Regions from separate parts of the Mus musculus genome. Here all the other regions are linked to region 2. A link is a contact called in public HiChIP or PLAC-seq and promoter capture Hi-C data. All regions are on one chromosome and are shown on one strand. Each heading gives the region's core, a stretch centred on a gene start, on an enhancer-like site or on the middle of the called end of the contact. The rest is flanking DNA. Distances are from core to core; before and after follow the strand shown.

The links. Promoter capture Hi-C pulls out the DNA fragments that hold promoters and counts their contacts. HiChIP or PLAC-seq counts read pairs in DNA pulled down with a chosen protein or histone mark.
Region 1: a contact with region 2 is called in an H3K27ac HiChIP or PLAC-seq map of microglia, with 6 times the contacts expected there. The contact joins two enhancer-like sites. A contact is called at or near these places in 6 of 39 promoter capture datasets (the C10 cell line, the HPC-7 cell line, cranial neural crest and 3 more), 2 of 484 Hi-C or Micro-C datasets (bone marrow-derived macrophages and epidermal suprabasal cells), 6 of 115 datasets of contacts at active chromatin or transcription factors (the 230-238 cell line, CD8 T cells, the HPC-7 cell line and 3 more) and 2 of 9 other capture datasets (adipose tissue and liver).
Region 3: a contact with region 2 is called in a promoter capture Hi-C map of macrophages, with 7 read pairs. The contact joins the promoter of Ikbke here to the enhancer-like site in region 2. A contact is called at or near these places in 2 of 39 promoter capture datasets (macrophages and neutrophils), 1 of 484 Hi-C or Micro-C datasets (regulatory T cells), 5 of 115 datasets of contacts at active chromatin or transcription factors (CD8 T cells, the HPC-7 cell line, acute myeloid leukemia and 2 more) and 4 of 9 other capture datasets (adipose tissue, liver, macrophages and 1 more).

The regions. Positions count from the first base shown.
Region 1 is chr1:131,489,664-131,494,471 of GRCm38.p6, forward strand. The region is part of intron 2 of Srgap2 (SLIT-ROBO Rho GTPase activating protein 2); the gene reads right to left. Among named protein-coding and RNA genes, the nearest start is that of Srgap2, 35 kb to the right of the region's middle. Within about 2 kb of position 2,963, at least 45 of the 459 cell types and tissues checked have an H3K27ac peak or open chromatin away from gene starts, as enhancers often do. A contact at or near this core is called in the 230-238 cell line, the HPC-7 cell line, bone marrow-derived macrophages and 1 more, where this site is marked.
Region 2 is chr1:131,382,706-131,387,190 of GRCm38.p6, forward strand. The region is part of intron 4 of Srgap2 (SLIT-ROBO Rho GTPase activating protein 2); the gene reads right to left. All of the region lies in intron 3 of Gm51644 (a long non-coding RNA gene), which reads left to right. Among named protein-coding and RNA genes, the nearest start is that of Ikbke, 110 kb to the left of the region's middle. Within about 2 kb of position 1,981, at least 131 of the 459 cell types and tissues checked have an H3K27ac peak or open chromatin away from gene starts, as enhancers often do. A contact at or near this core is called in the 230-238 cell line, CD8 T cells, the HPC-7 cell line and 10 more, where this site is marked.
Region 3 is chr1:131,276,517-131,280,968 of GRCm38.p6, forward strand. Ikbke (inhibitor of kappaB kinase epsilon) reads right to left here and starts at 3,047. Exons shown (of 22, transcript NM_019777.3): 1 at 2,815-3,047; 2 at 2,183-2,271; 3 at 1-62. The coding sequence starts at 38. The region is part of intron 1 of Gm51644 (a long non-coding RNA gene); the gene reads left to right.

The DNA of each region.
Region 1 (4,808 bases), core at 1,713-4,212, 110 kb after region 2:
GCATAATATCTGGCCCTGAGGATTCTTTTCATATTCTGAAATCAACTGGGTACCTACCCTGGCTCCCAGCAAACCTGAAGCAAGAGTAGTTTCTCCCTTTAGACAGTCTCCGAGGACATAAGGACCCTTTTCACTCTGTCCAGAAGGACCTCAGACCCTTAAAATGAAGCAATACCACTAGAAAAATAAACAGTACCAATTATTTGAATGTTCAAGGGTTAGACCTTATATTATTACATCCTCACTGGCTCCTAAAGACTCCTCATCTATACACGGGAATAATAACACAACATGCCTTGCTGTATTTTCATTCATGGTCATAGAGATTAATATATCATATAGCACAGTGCCTAGAACATAAATAACTGCCTAACAAATATTAATGGTTATTGATATTATTTTTACTATATTTATTCTAAGAATGAGAGGCAGCTATTACTAAGAGATGATCTCCCTATAATGTGTGGTTCCAACCCATGTATAAAAGACCCACAGTTTTCTCTCAGCTTCTCTTGCAAGCAAAAGGAAGTGGTCTAACAAGACTCCTAAACCATAAAGATTCTCATGGCTTTTCAGTATCTTATATATATTGTGCTACATACACAGCAAAAAAAAAAAAAAAAGCTGTTAAACCAACTATGTATATAATGTTGTACTAAGTGTGTATGTGTGTGTAGCTATGTTTGTGAATGTTGTGTACACACATTCATACATACAACCATATACATATAGTTAAGATATATTCATATACAAATGTGTGTATATACAGACACATATACACTGAGATATTTGCTAATATGTCTCTTTATTGCGTGTATGTGCTCACATGCACTCCAAACAAACAGGCTACATACTTTGCTAGTGCCAGTAGTTCATAGGCATACCCATTAATTACATATTAACTCATATTAACCAATTAGCAATGAATTAAAAAAATATTAAAATAAAAATAAAAAGGTAAGGGGCTAGAGAGATGGCCCAGCAGTTGCAAGCACTGGCTGCTCTTCCAGTGAACCTTGGTTCAATTCCCAGCACCCACATGGAAGCTCACAACTGTGTGTAACTCCAGTTCTAGAAAATCTGACTTCTTTTCTGGCCTCTGTAGGTACCAGTTACACAAGGGGCACAGGCAGACGTGCAGAAAAATCACCATAGATATTTTTTAAAAAAAGCTTAATGCTTTGCAAAGATTCAATGAGACAGGTATTTTTAAATACTGCTGCTGAATTAGGTAAGCAAGACAGCAATAAAAAAGGACAGTGGTAAAACTTAGAAATCTGGACGCATTCTGCATTTCACTGTTCAAATATATTTAATAACTTATTTCATTAAAAAAAAGCCTTAGGAGGTTGATGCAAAGGACCAGGGGCTCAAGGTCAGTCTGAGTTACTTAGTGAGACCTTGTCTCAAAATAGTAAAATGAAAAACAGCTAGGGATATTCCAATGGTACAGTTCTTTTTCTGCACATTTGAGATCATAGGTTCAAACCCAGAAAACGAAAGAGTGACAGACACACACCACTAGCCTAACTGCCCTAGATAAGATGTCTCTAATACACTTCCATGTTTCTCTTAAGTTGATAGCAAAATGAGGTTATGTCCCTTAAACAAAGCCAATTATGTAGCAGAGAAAAATTACCTGAGACATATTAAATACCTCACATAGTTTTAGTACAGGTAAAAAATACTGAATTTTGGCCCTATTCCAGAGACTGAGATGCTAATGTCTGTAAAAAAGAATCTGTACACTGACTCCTGGCAGCCTGTACTAAGTGTTAAGGTTTGGCCACATGTGAAATGACCTCTGCTATTTAAAAACATCTCAGGTGAAGTAGAAAATCTATAAGTACCCAGAGAGAGAGAGAGAGAGAGAGAGAGACAGAGAGAGAGAGAGAGAGAGAGAGAGAGAGAGAGAGCCCTTCCCAAGCCCCTTTAGTGTCACTTAAGATAGTTGTGCTGGTTTACAAGGAATGCTGGATGTCCACACTACGTAACAAGAATCCTATACTGAAACTGAGGCACCATTATTTCTCACCAGAGCTATCTGCTATCGTGACGCTGTCAGTCAAGGGAGGCAGTACAGAGACTTGTATCAAGGGAAGTGTATACTAGCAGAAAGCCCTGTGTGTAAAGGGGGCTTCAAAGGAGTTTCAGTCACCCGACAAAGCCATTACAGCAAATATTTAACACACAGAGGTTCACACTGGTGGAGAGGAGAGAAACAACTACTGCTACCCCCTTTTCCCTTTAAACAAAAGGTTTGAGAGAATAGAAAAAAGAAGAAACTAGAAAGGGCCACATATGTTAGAAGGTTGGTTTAATCTTTACCTTTATGGCAAGGTAATTTTACAAGCACCATTTAACTTTCTCACTAGACACAAAATAGAGTAAGTCGGTTAATGCCTTCATTCTACACTTCCAACTCGACAAGCACTTGTTTCTTCTCCAGAAAATTAAATTGATTCTCACAAAATGATACCCAAATGTGTGCTTTCAGAAGCAGATCCCAAAACAGATGGGATTCTCAATGGGAGGATGTAAAGACATTTCCCATTTCAATTTGAAGTTAAGAATTGGTGGGTTTCATTTTCTTCATTAGGGGTGGGCCTAAATGACTTCCAAACTCCCTCTCCACCTTCGACTACGTGATTTTAAAAGAACAAAAGGAAAAGATTTTCAATTATAACCGTCAGATTTTAAACCAAGCATTAGCAAGAAACTCTGACTTGAGAACTGTCAATCAGTGGAAAGGATTTCAAAATAGTAGAATCTTCTTCCCCAGACACAGTTAAAAATAGTCTAGACAGCCATCTGTCTTGGTGGGGTGCAGCCGTTCCAGAAAGAGGGCACCAGAACAGAACCCGCTGTCCACCCAGGGTGTCTGTGAAGAAGGGATAGGGCTAAGCAGCACAAAGGAAGGGACAGAAGCCCATAGCAACCCAGGGACAGCTGCAGAAAAGGGAAGTGGCAAAGACTTCCTGTGGAAAGAGAAGACTTAGATTGCAGGGAGGACAGAATAAAGGAAACAAACAGACAAGACAAAAACAAACACTAAACAAACACATGAAATAACACCTAACTCTGAGATCTATGTGGATGTTTGAACCAACCTGCTTGCTACTGACAGCAGCTCTGTCTGGTCCAGCGGATAAGAAGCTCGGCCACAGCTCCTTGAGGAGTTATTGTTCCCTTCTCTAGTTCCCAAAGAAGGGTACACATGAAGCCCAAATGAAAACCAGGAACTGTCTAATAAATTCACAATCTCCCTGAGTAACCAACAGTACCTACAGAGTATCTCTGGGAAGTTTCCCTTTAAAATCCAGGGCCTCCTTTCTTCTCCCTGCTACCTGCATTGGCTATTTGTGCTCCAAGCTCCCCTGCCATCTTTACTATTTCTTTCTTAATATTTAATATTTCTTTCATTGTTATAGAAACAATATGCTCTCTTGGAGTATGGAAAGAGATGAAATGTTCCTGGACCATTGGAAACATAACTCCAGTGGGAAATGAAGAAGAAATCACTGCAATAGCCTGTGACCTCTACAAAAGTAGACCTGTCTTTTTTGCCTGCAAAAATGATCAACCATTTGCTCTCTCTCTCTCTCTCTCTCTCTCTCTCTCTCTCTCTCTCTCTCTCTCTCTCTCTCACACACACACACACACACACACACACACCTTCTCTGTGCAGTTATCCCCAATGTACACATGTGGTGCTTTAAACTACTTTGTTCTTATCACCACTGTGTCTTCCTAAAGCACAACGGAGTCAGTACACAGACTTCTGAGAACCAAGCTTTACTGATAGAAAAAACACAGGAAGCCAACTCTTTTCATGTCTCCATAATACAAAAAGTTCCTACAGCGGGAAAGAGGGCAGTGAGGTCAAAGAGTCAATATCAGAGATTCACCAAGTCAATGTAGCCAGCTCACTAAAGAGGAAAGCAAGGAATGGCCACCAATTGTTGACAGTCAGACTCAAGGGAGTACAATGAAACCAGTACCTCAGGTTCTCTACAAAATATTATTTCTGATTGTTGCCAGCAAGGGAGAAACCTGAAGCTGAAGCATTAGTCTGTTTTGTTGCTGTTTTACTGTTCTCAGAGTCAGAGAAATGTGTAAGCTAACTAGAAGAAAATTCATTCTGTAGGGACCAAGAGTAAGGTGAGTGAGTCCTTACAGTGGCAATCTGAGTCTATTATTACCTTGTAGATGGGGCTTCACCTTAACAAAAGGTACCAAATAGGAAATGATGGCTAAAAAGATGGGTCCAGAAAACTCAAAGAGCCCCAAAACAAATGAAGGTGATAACCTTCATAGCACAGAGATCCCCAACACCCAGAATTAGTTACCATATGGAAGCAAACCACACCTAGAAAAGTAAAAACTGCATTCTGAGTTACTTTCTGTGAACATTATAGAGGTTTAGCTAAAGTATTCATATCTTCGCTTTGCTAGGAACAAGGCCAGCATACTGACACATAACAGCTCTAGGAGCAGTTATGGTCCAGGGCCAAAACCTTCTGGGAAGAAAAACCTCTGATTCTCTGCAATGTTCAAGATTCTATGACCAAACTCCAGGACTATGAGAACAGCACATTGGAAAGTGTCTGTCCTCACTTACAACCTTATGGACACAGAGCAAGGGCTTTTCTAGGACCTGCTTTACATAGCTATGAAACCGAAGGTTTGCTCATTTGTCAGAGCTGGGATCTTTAAAGCCCTTGGGATTCAGTCACCTGATATGGAATTCAGACTAATTAAGGCCCCAGGGTGCTGCAACTAAGCAGCAGAGAGCAGGTTTCCAAGGA
Region 2 (4,485 bases), core at 731-3,230:
TCTTGATGGTATCATAGAATCCAGAGATCTCGGACCAGACCAGACCAGTAACTCATTGGAATGAACATTTGCAAGTGAAATGTGTGGCCAGAGGGATACACTGTGGGACACACTGTGACATATTACAGCTTCCACAATGAGATGTTTTCTATGCTTTGCTTGTTTTTTGTTTGTGTATGTTTTATTTTGTGGGGAAGGTTGTCAGGGCAAAGGGCAGACATGAGGGGATGGGGAGATGAGCAGGACTGGGGTGCATGATGTGAAACTCACAAAGAATAAAAAGCTAAAAACAAAACACAACAACAACAAAACCAAACCAACCAAACAAAATAAGAGCCCAAAGCTATTAAAATATAAAATCACTGAGAACTAATGGAGGAGCAATCTCTCTTGAGCAGCTTACGTCTGGCATAGACTCAAAAGTGTTACATTCATTAGCAATTGCAGTGTTTTGCTTGTACCAAGTTTACTATCCTTTGCATCAGAGTCCAGTAATGAAAGATAAAGACTTTTCCTATTTTCCCACCATTACTTTGGATTGGATTGTGTTAGAATGCCTAATTTTAGAAACTGCTGCTTAAATTATAAGAATGAATGAACATCTCTTAATAATAAGCTTAGCTTACCAATAAATAGATACAGACTAGATGGATACATTAAAATAATAGATCCAAATTTCTGTAGTCTTTAAGGAATACACTTTACTGGTAAAGAGATTAAGAACAGAAGAGAATCTATCAAGAAATGGCAGCTGGAAAACAAACTGGCATATCTACTCTGAAATCCAACAAAGTAGAAATCAAATCAAAATTAGAGGAGATAAAGAAAGCCATTACATACTAATAAAGGGAAAAATCATTAAGAAGATATAGCTGTAAAATATATACAAAACATTCTAGCTTCCAATTTCATAAAGTAAACCCTGATGGACATAAAAGGTCAGATAGGTCCCACATCAATAATAATACAGAGTGATTTTGATACCTCATTGTCCTCTTTAAATAAGGCATCCTACTAAAAATCACCAAAGAAGCCTCAGGACTAATCTGCACCATGGTTCAAATGGACTTAGCAGATAGACAGAATATTCCATCTAAAAGCTATAGAATAGATGTTATCAGCATCCCACGTACCCTTCTCTAAACTATGCCATGTTCTAGCCATAAAGCAAGACTTACAAAATATAAAAGAACTAGAATGATTAATTGTATCTTATTCTATCAAACAACAAAACAATAGTAAGAAAAACCATAGAAATTATTTTAAAGTATGTATGTGGAAAAACACTCTAAGATGAGAAATCAGAAATTTAAAAATTCTTAAAAATCAAATGAAAATAAAAGTACAACATACCAGGAAATTTGCTAGTTCTAAGAAGAAAGTGTATAGCTATGAGTACTTATATTAAAAATATATGAAACAACAACAAATAAACAATCAAACCTTCAAAGCTAACAATGTGCTTTGGGACCTTAGAAAAAATAAGAATATGTCAAACCCCAAAGCAGTGAACAGTAATATACAATAAAGAGCTCTTTCTCTTCCAGTCCTAGGTGCTGAAGGCGAATGTCTACTTATTTCCAAGGCTGGACATTAGAGGCATAGAAACAGTGTCTAGGTGACTTTGGGTACCCTCAAGTAGACTGGGACATACAAGGAACAAAAGACACAAAGGCAAAGAGGACACAAATCTCAGGACATAACATCAACTCAGGAAGAAAAGCAAGCAAAGGCTTAAGAAAGCAAAAGAAACAGCATAGTAAGTGCTTGCAAGCATCTGCCCTCCTACAGTATTGAATCCCAGGAGCTGTTAAAGTAGGAAGAATGCCTTGTGGTTCTCAGATGGCTGGGCTGAGACATGAGGTGACAGAGCTCATCTGAAAGTTGGCATGTGAACACCGAGAGGAGGGAAACACCCGGGTAGGAAATGAAACAGTCAGCAGCACTCTACAGGAAATGCCTAAATGAGAAAACTGCTGATCAAACGAGAAAGAGGAACTTAGCAGTACAGCCAGTTCATCAGGAATCAGTGTACTGTTAGAAGTCTTCATTTGCCTTAGAATCCCAGTCTAGAGAAAGGAAGAGGCTCCAGGGGTTTAATCATGAATATAACAGTCTCTTGACACTTCAGGTACCATGGTTGGCTCTAAGAGGAACATAATGCCAACTTTAGAATACTGAGTAGATCTCCCCAGGTGCTGTGCTGGTTTATATCTTCTTGTCTTTGTGCATGCCAATTACAGTGGCAGCTATTACCATCAGTCATGGCCCATGAACACTTTTTAAAAATCTGTATCCTTCTGGATAGCACGTTCCTTCTCACTAGCACCTTCTCACATGAAAATCATTCAACTGTGAGAAGGAAAAGGCCAGAGTTTGGGCTTGTGTGTGTGTGTGTAAATATTTACTATTAAAAGGCAAAATTAGTAACCTCTTGTGAGGTTTTAAATATATATATATAATATATATGTAAAATTAGTGAATAGTAAATCAGCAATAGAATCTGGGTGGGAGTCAGGGAAAAGATATTGTTAAATAAGCAGTAGAGGGTTAATCTATAGTAAACGTTGGCAAGTCAAGAATATAGCCCCATAGGCTGTCAAGATGGCTTAGTGGATAAAGGTATTTGCCACCAAGCCTGAAAACCTGCATTTGATTTCTAAGATTCAAGAAGTATTAGGAGAGAACTAATTCATGCAAGTTGTCCCTTGAACTCCACATTCACACCAGGCATAAGCACCTGTACACACACACACACACACACACACACACACACACACACCCATGTAAAAAACAAAAACTAAACTAAAAAACACTTTCTAAAAGAATTTATGATGTAAGATAAGAAAATCCACAGAATCAACTAACCTGGACCCATAGGGGCTCACAGAGACCGAACTGGCTACTAGGGAGCCTAGATAGGACTGACCTAGGCCCTCTGCATACGTTACAGTTGTGTAGCTTGGCATTCTTGTGCAACACCTAACAGTGGGGGCAAGAGCTTTCTCTGACTCTGTTGCCTGCCTGTGAGACCCTTGCTTAGCCTTAATAGGAGAAGAGGTGCCTAGGCTTATTGCTATTTGATATACCATGGCTAGTTGATATCCATAGGAGGTCTGTGCTTTTCTGAAAATATTATGGAGGAGGAGCTGGGAAATGGGGTGGGAGGAAGGGGAAGGACTGAGAGGAGAAACTGCAGCCAGGATTTTTGAATAAATAAAGAAACAAGAATACATGCTATAGGCTGGGTTTGATAGTATACACCATAATAATCCCAGCACTCAGGAATCTCAGGCAGGATGGGAAGTTAGGCCTGCCGTGGCTGCATGGTGAGACCCTGTATCAAAAAGGAAAGCAGAACAAAATATTAAAAGGAGAATACAAGTTGTAATTTATGGTAACCACTAAAGAGATAGTGTCACTAGCAATCTAAGAGGAGGAAAACTCTGTAAACCATATAAAAAGAAGGAACGAACTCATCTGCTAATGGGTTACTCGGGCAAACAGACTGAATTCTAGTTGTCAATAGAGGAGGACTTGATCACAGAGGGTAGCACCACGTTTTTGGTGGGTGATGGTATGTACTGTCATGTGTCTTAATTTTGGTCAGTTCAAAGCTGCACTTTTCAAGAATACTCCACATTCTTTCCTGAATATCCAACCTTCTCTGAGATCATTTCCATTCCATTTAAATATTATTTAGAGTCAAGGATGGTGGCACAGGCTTGTAATCCCAACATTTCTCAGTGGCTAAGGCAGGAGGGAAGTCCAAAGCTAGCTTTGGCTACATAGCATGAACATAAGTTTTTATTATTTCTTTCAGTGTAGGTCTGCTGGTGATAGGTTTTTCATATCTTCTTATTTGGAAATCTCATTAGTTGGCCTTCACTTCTTAAGGATACGTCTTTCTACTGCCTCCTATCTTTCATTGTTTTCTATTGAGAACCTAACAGTTAACTTTGTTGTTGCTTCTTTGAGTGCAGCTGTAAGACACTTCTCTAACAGCTTTCATCAATGTAACCATAATTCACCTACACACAACTTTCTTTGTATTCATCCTACCTGGAGTTCATAATGTGTTTTTACTCTGTAATAACTTCATTAGTTGTAGACAGTTTATAGCCATTTTTCTTCAACTAATGCTTTCTTCATTCTTTTTTTTTTTTCTGCTGGAACTTCAAATAATCACACTAGGCCTGTTCATGTCTGATGCTTTTTTTTCTCTATGTTCATTCTTTTATCATTCCGATCTTCAGGATAACCCATCTTCAGCTTTGTTTAATCTATATATTAAGCTTTTCTTTTAGTTACTACATTTCCATCATAAAATTTGGTTCTGTTTTTATTATTGATATGTAATTCACATAACATACGATCTGCTAGTTTAAAATATTCAAAATTCAATAATTTAATGTCACAAAGAACTTGTAAACCATCCCACTAATTTCAGAATACTGTCATCACACTAAAAGAGACCTGATAACT
Region 3 (4,452 bases), core at 1,797-4,296, 110 kb before region 2:
TCATCAGTATGCCACAGGTAGTTAGTGGTACTCTGCATCTCCTGGGCTTGGCTATCTTCTTCCTGAGAAAACAAAACAAACAACCATGTGGGGGGTCCTAGAGTCCCATGTCTTACCTGCAGTAGACACTGATAGCCAGCCAAGACCATCCCATAAAGGGCTCCACGCAGCCACTGCACAGGCAAGGGAGCTGGGGAAGCGGTGGCTCAGGAAGGTTAAGTAACTTCCCCCCAAAGAAGCAAAAGAGCAGCAGGGTGGGGGGTCTGCTGGGCCCCAAGCTTGCATCTGTTCTACCCTTGGGGACTGACTTCTCTTTGTCCTGTGCCCCAGGTCCCTCCCAGAACCCTTCAGAGGTAGGCCAGTTTACAGGAACAGACCTTTCTCTGTCTCCTCTTTCAGGCACTGGGGACTCAGAGTTTTTGCATCCAGGCCTGGGGTTGTCCCAGGAAGCTGACACAGTGTGGGAGGAAGGGCCCTGGGTCAGCAAAGGTCAGGCAGATCCAGTCACACTACCACAAATCTCCAGGATTGCAACATGAGCCTGGAGCCCTCACCCCTTCTCTGCTTTTGTGGCCCCTGACTTCCTACTGCTGAGAACTAACATCAGGCCACCAGGCCTTGCTCATTGCTTTACTAGAGGGAGACAGCCAAGGAGGAAGGATGGGAGGGGAAGAAAGGGAGGAGTAGATGATGTGGGGGAGTGTAAAGATCTAAAACCATCAAATCCAAGGGCTCTAGAGCTCCAGGGAAGATCTGAAACCCTCCACAACTCTGCTCCCCATCTTTGTGCTCATCCCGTTCTCTTCAAAATCTGGTTCCTCTAAAGCAAACGGTTCCAGAAAGTGAAGTCTCAAAAGTTACACTGACTGCCTGTCTGAAAAATAGGCCCAGAGCCGGTCTTTGGGGATGCCTGAGGCAGGAGCATAAGAAGGACCCCCAGCCCTAAAATGCTTTGAAATAAAGCTGCGCCCATCAGACAGAGCTCTAGGACCGCACTGGTGCTCAAACCAAAAGTGGTTCCATTCTGAGATCTTTGTTTTGTTTTTCGAGACAGGGTTTCTCTGTATAGTTCTGGCTGTCCTGGAACTCACTTTGTAGACCAGGCTGGCCTCGAACTTAGAAATCTGCCTGCCTCTGCCTCCCGAGTGCTGGGATTAAAGGCATGCACCATGCCCAGCTCCATTCTTTCTGCCTGTTTTTTTTTTTTTTTTTTTAAAGACAGAGTAGCCTAGACACCTGCACTGGTATTGAGGATGGTCTTGAACTTGTGTGTCTACCTCCTAAATGCATGGGTTATGAGTGTGTACCACTTTCCCCTATCACCTTGGTGCTGGGGGCTGAATCCTTGGCTTCATGCATGGTAGCTAAGCATGCCCTTTACAAACCAAGTGAGCTATAGCCCAGCTTGTAGTCTGATTTAAAAATGCATGGAGATGCGGGAGGTTGGGGTATGTGAAGTGGGTGTAAGGGGATGGGTGGAGGAGCACCCTCTCAGAGGCAAAGGGGAAGGGGGATGGAGTAAAGGGACTGGGAAGTGGGGGCAGCATTTGGAATGTAAATAAATAAAAACAAAAGAAAATGCAAACTTTGGAGAATGTAAGCTTTTGAGCCAGAAGCCATTTAAAGAGATCAGTAGTCACACCCCAGTTTCAGACAACACACACATGTTTGCTTTAGGCAAAGGTAAGGATGCTGATGAGACCTTCTGAAGGCAACATGAACGAGTTGTCCATGCTTCTCTGTATGGCTGAGGAGTCAGCCCAATGCAAGGCTCAGACAGGGCACTGAAGTGGAGGCCAAGGCTGCAGTCTTGGGAGCTGGGTGCAGCAGATTGTGTCACCTTCAGCTGGGGGCAGCAGATTGTGTCACCTTCATGACTCTACCTAGGCTGGTCCTCAACCAAGCCCTGCTACTGGGGCAAAGCATAGCTGCAGTCAGGAAGGCGGGCAGTGAGGTGCACAGAACAGCATCCCAGATGGGCAGCATGGCCCTGGGTTCTGTACCTAGAAGCTCTGATTGTGGCACATCTGGATTATCTCTGGATCATCCTCCCATCCACCCTCCCATCCCCAAGACCCTCTGTGCATAGAAGGTGCAGCACAGCAGCCTTCTGTGAGTCAACGCCAGCCTGCCCACAGACTCCTATCCTCCTCGGGGGCTCCTCTGTGGCAGATACACATACCTGCACTCCAAGTGGCTCAGAATCAGGCAAAGACTCTCCCTGGCAAGTGTGTGTTTTGCTTTCTGTCTGGGGCAAGTCCAGGAGCTGAGCTACACCGGAAAGAGAAGGGTGGGTGGATGAGAGGCCCCTTCGTGCTGTTGCTGTGCTGTTTGATTCTCAGCCCCATCAAAGGCCACCAGTCCCAGCCCTTTAACTTGTTCCTGTTGTCACCTTCCCTACAGTTCTTGAAGCGAGCAGAGGGGGGGGGGGGGCGGTGTCCAGCTTCTTTCCAGCTGTTCTGGAAACCTCTCCTGGTTATTTGGGCCCCAGGGGAAAGATCCCAAGCAGAGGCCAGTAGAGGCCCCCAAAGCTGAACCCCAGCTTTGCATCAGCATGTTGAGAAGCAGAGCCCAGGAGGGGAGCTTTTTTTGGCCAATCATGGTTCTTCTCAGGGCCATCATGGTCCCTGCCCCTCACTGGCCTCCAAGCAGTCCGTTCTGAGAGTGTTTTCCCACAGAGGGAGTGCAGAACACTACCAGGCTCCCAGCAACCACAAGAAAAACACAGGACTCGGGCATTCAGCTGAGTATTGACTTGAAGCTGCCCCACTGGCTTCCCCACACCACCCTCCTCCACAGACACTACACACTCACCCCATCTCCTATCTCAGTTGCAGGGCAATGCAGACTTGTGGAACTGGGTGGCACCCCCAGGGATTCAGGCCTTGAAGTCAATCCTGGGCAGTGCCTAGAAGATCCTGGTAGCTATGGGGCCCCCCAGGATCCACAGGCAAAGCAGGTGATGGTCTTGAGCCTGAAGGTCTCTTTCCTGCCTCTCTGAGAGCAGTGGGGTACCCAGTCCCAGGCTCTTAACTATCATACTTCCTGATTCACTTCTCTCTCTCTCTCTCTTTCTCTCTTTCTCCCCTCCTCTTTCCCTCCCTTCCTCTCGCTCTTAAAGGGACAGGCATCTCAACGGCTGCCACACACACCTCCACTCCCCCTTCAGTAAAGGGAAAGAGGATTCTGTGAGTTGTCAAGTGGAAGCCATAGGGCCATCGCCTGAGCCACAAGGAAGCCAAGAACGGAGGCTGGGGGCTCTGTGACAGGCCACTGAGTACTATGCTGGCATCTCTGGAGGGAAATTCAAAGCTCTGCTTAAAGTTAACTAAAGAAGTCCAACAAGTTAACCAAGTTGAAAACTGCCTAGAAAGAGCCAGGACCTGTGCTTGCCCCTCCTAGAAGCTGGACAGGACTTATCTTCCTTTAGAGCTTTCAAGAACAAGTACACACCCAGATCATAGCCCCTACTCTGACCTTACACACAGCAAAACCTGCTCCCACCTGGTGCCGTTTTCTGACCACAGCCACTCAAATGCACTGTGTGCTTTAGGTAGTATGGATGGCAGGGGGATGGAGAATCTGGGAAGTGGTTTTTTTTTTTCAGACCATGTTTGATGGTATCAAGTTCTGTACACCTTTAGTAATTTGCCCACCTTCCCAGCCATAAGCCAGTACTCCAGATATCCTGGGAAGCCGGGAAGGGGGGCTGTGCTGCTCTGGTCAGCTCTGAGTGGGCAGTTGGACAAGGGGTTAAAACCCAGGAAATTCCATGTTTCTCTAGAATGTTGGTGGGACTTTCCCCTGGCCACACCTGGTGATTTCCTCTGCCAGCCCCACCCCACCACAGGGAGGAGAGGCAAGAACAGGCCCGGAGCTTGTCGCTGACAGATCCACCCAATGATAATGTGACAGCTAGAGCCCTTACAGTGGCTTTTCACAGTGAGGCCAGGAGGGGCAGACCTGAGGGTTCCACACTCCAGCCTGTGTGTTACAGGTTTCCACCTGGCAAGAACATGGGGGATTGCACTTGTCGATCATGGACTTGGAGAGGACAGAAGCATGCATTTTCTCTAGCACATTATTTAACAGGTGCTGTAAGACCCCCTTTTCTAGCAAGGTGGACCTGTTCAATGTGGCTACTCCATCAGTCTAGAAAGTCTGGGTTACTTTTATGGTAAGGGTACCCCTCAGGCCCACGAGGTATTTGCAGTGTCACTTTGACCATGCTGCAGGCTATACTCATGTTCTTCCATGAACCTGCACTCTTACTCTCCTTTCACTGGCAAGCCTATTCTCCTTTTCCACCCAGGGATTTTCACACCTTTTAACACAAGAGCCAAGCCTAGTATCTCCTGTGAAGCAGGCACTGTGCTCAGGACAGAAAAGGGAGACATGGGCATCTAATCCCAGAGATGCGGGATGCTGGATGTGATATGAAGGCATGGCAAT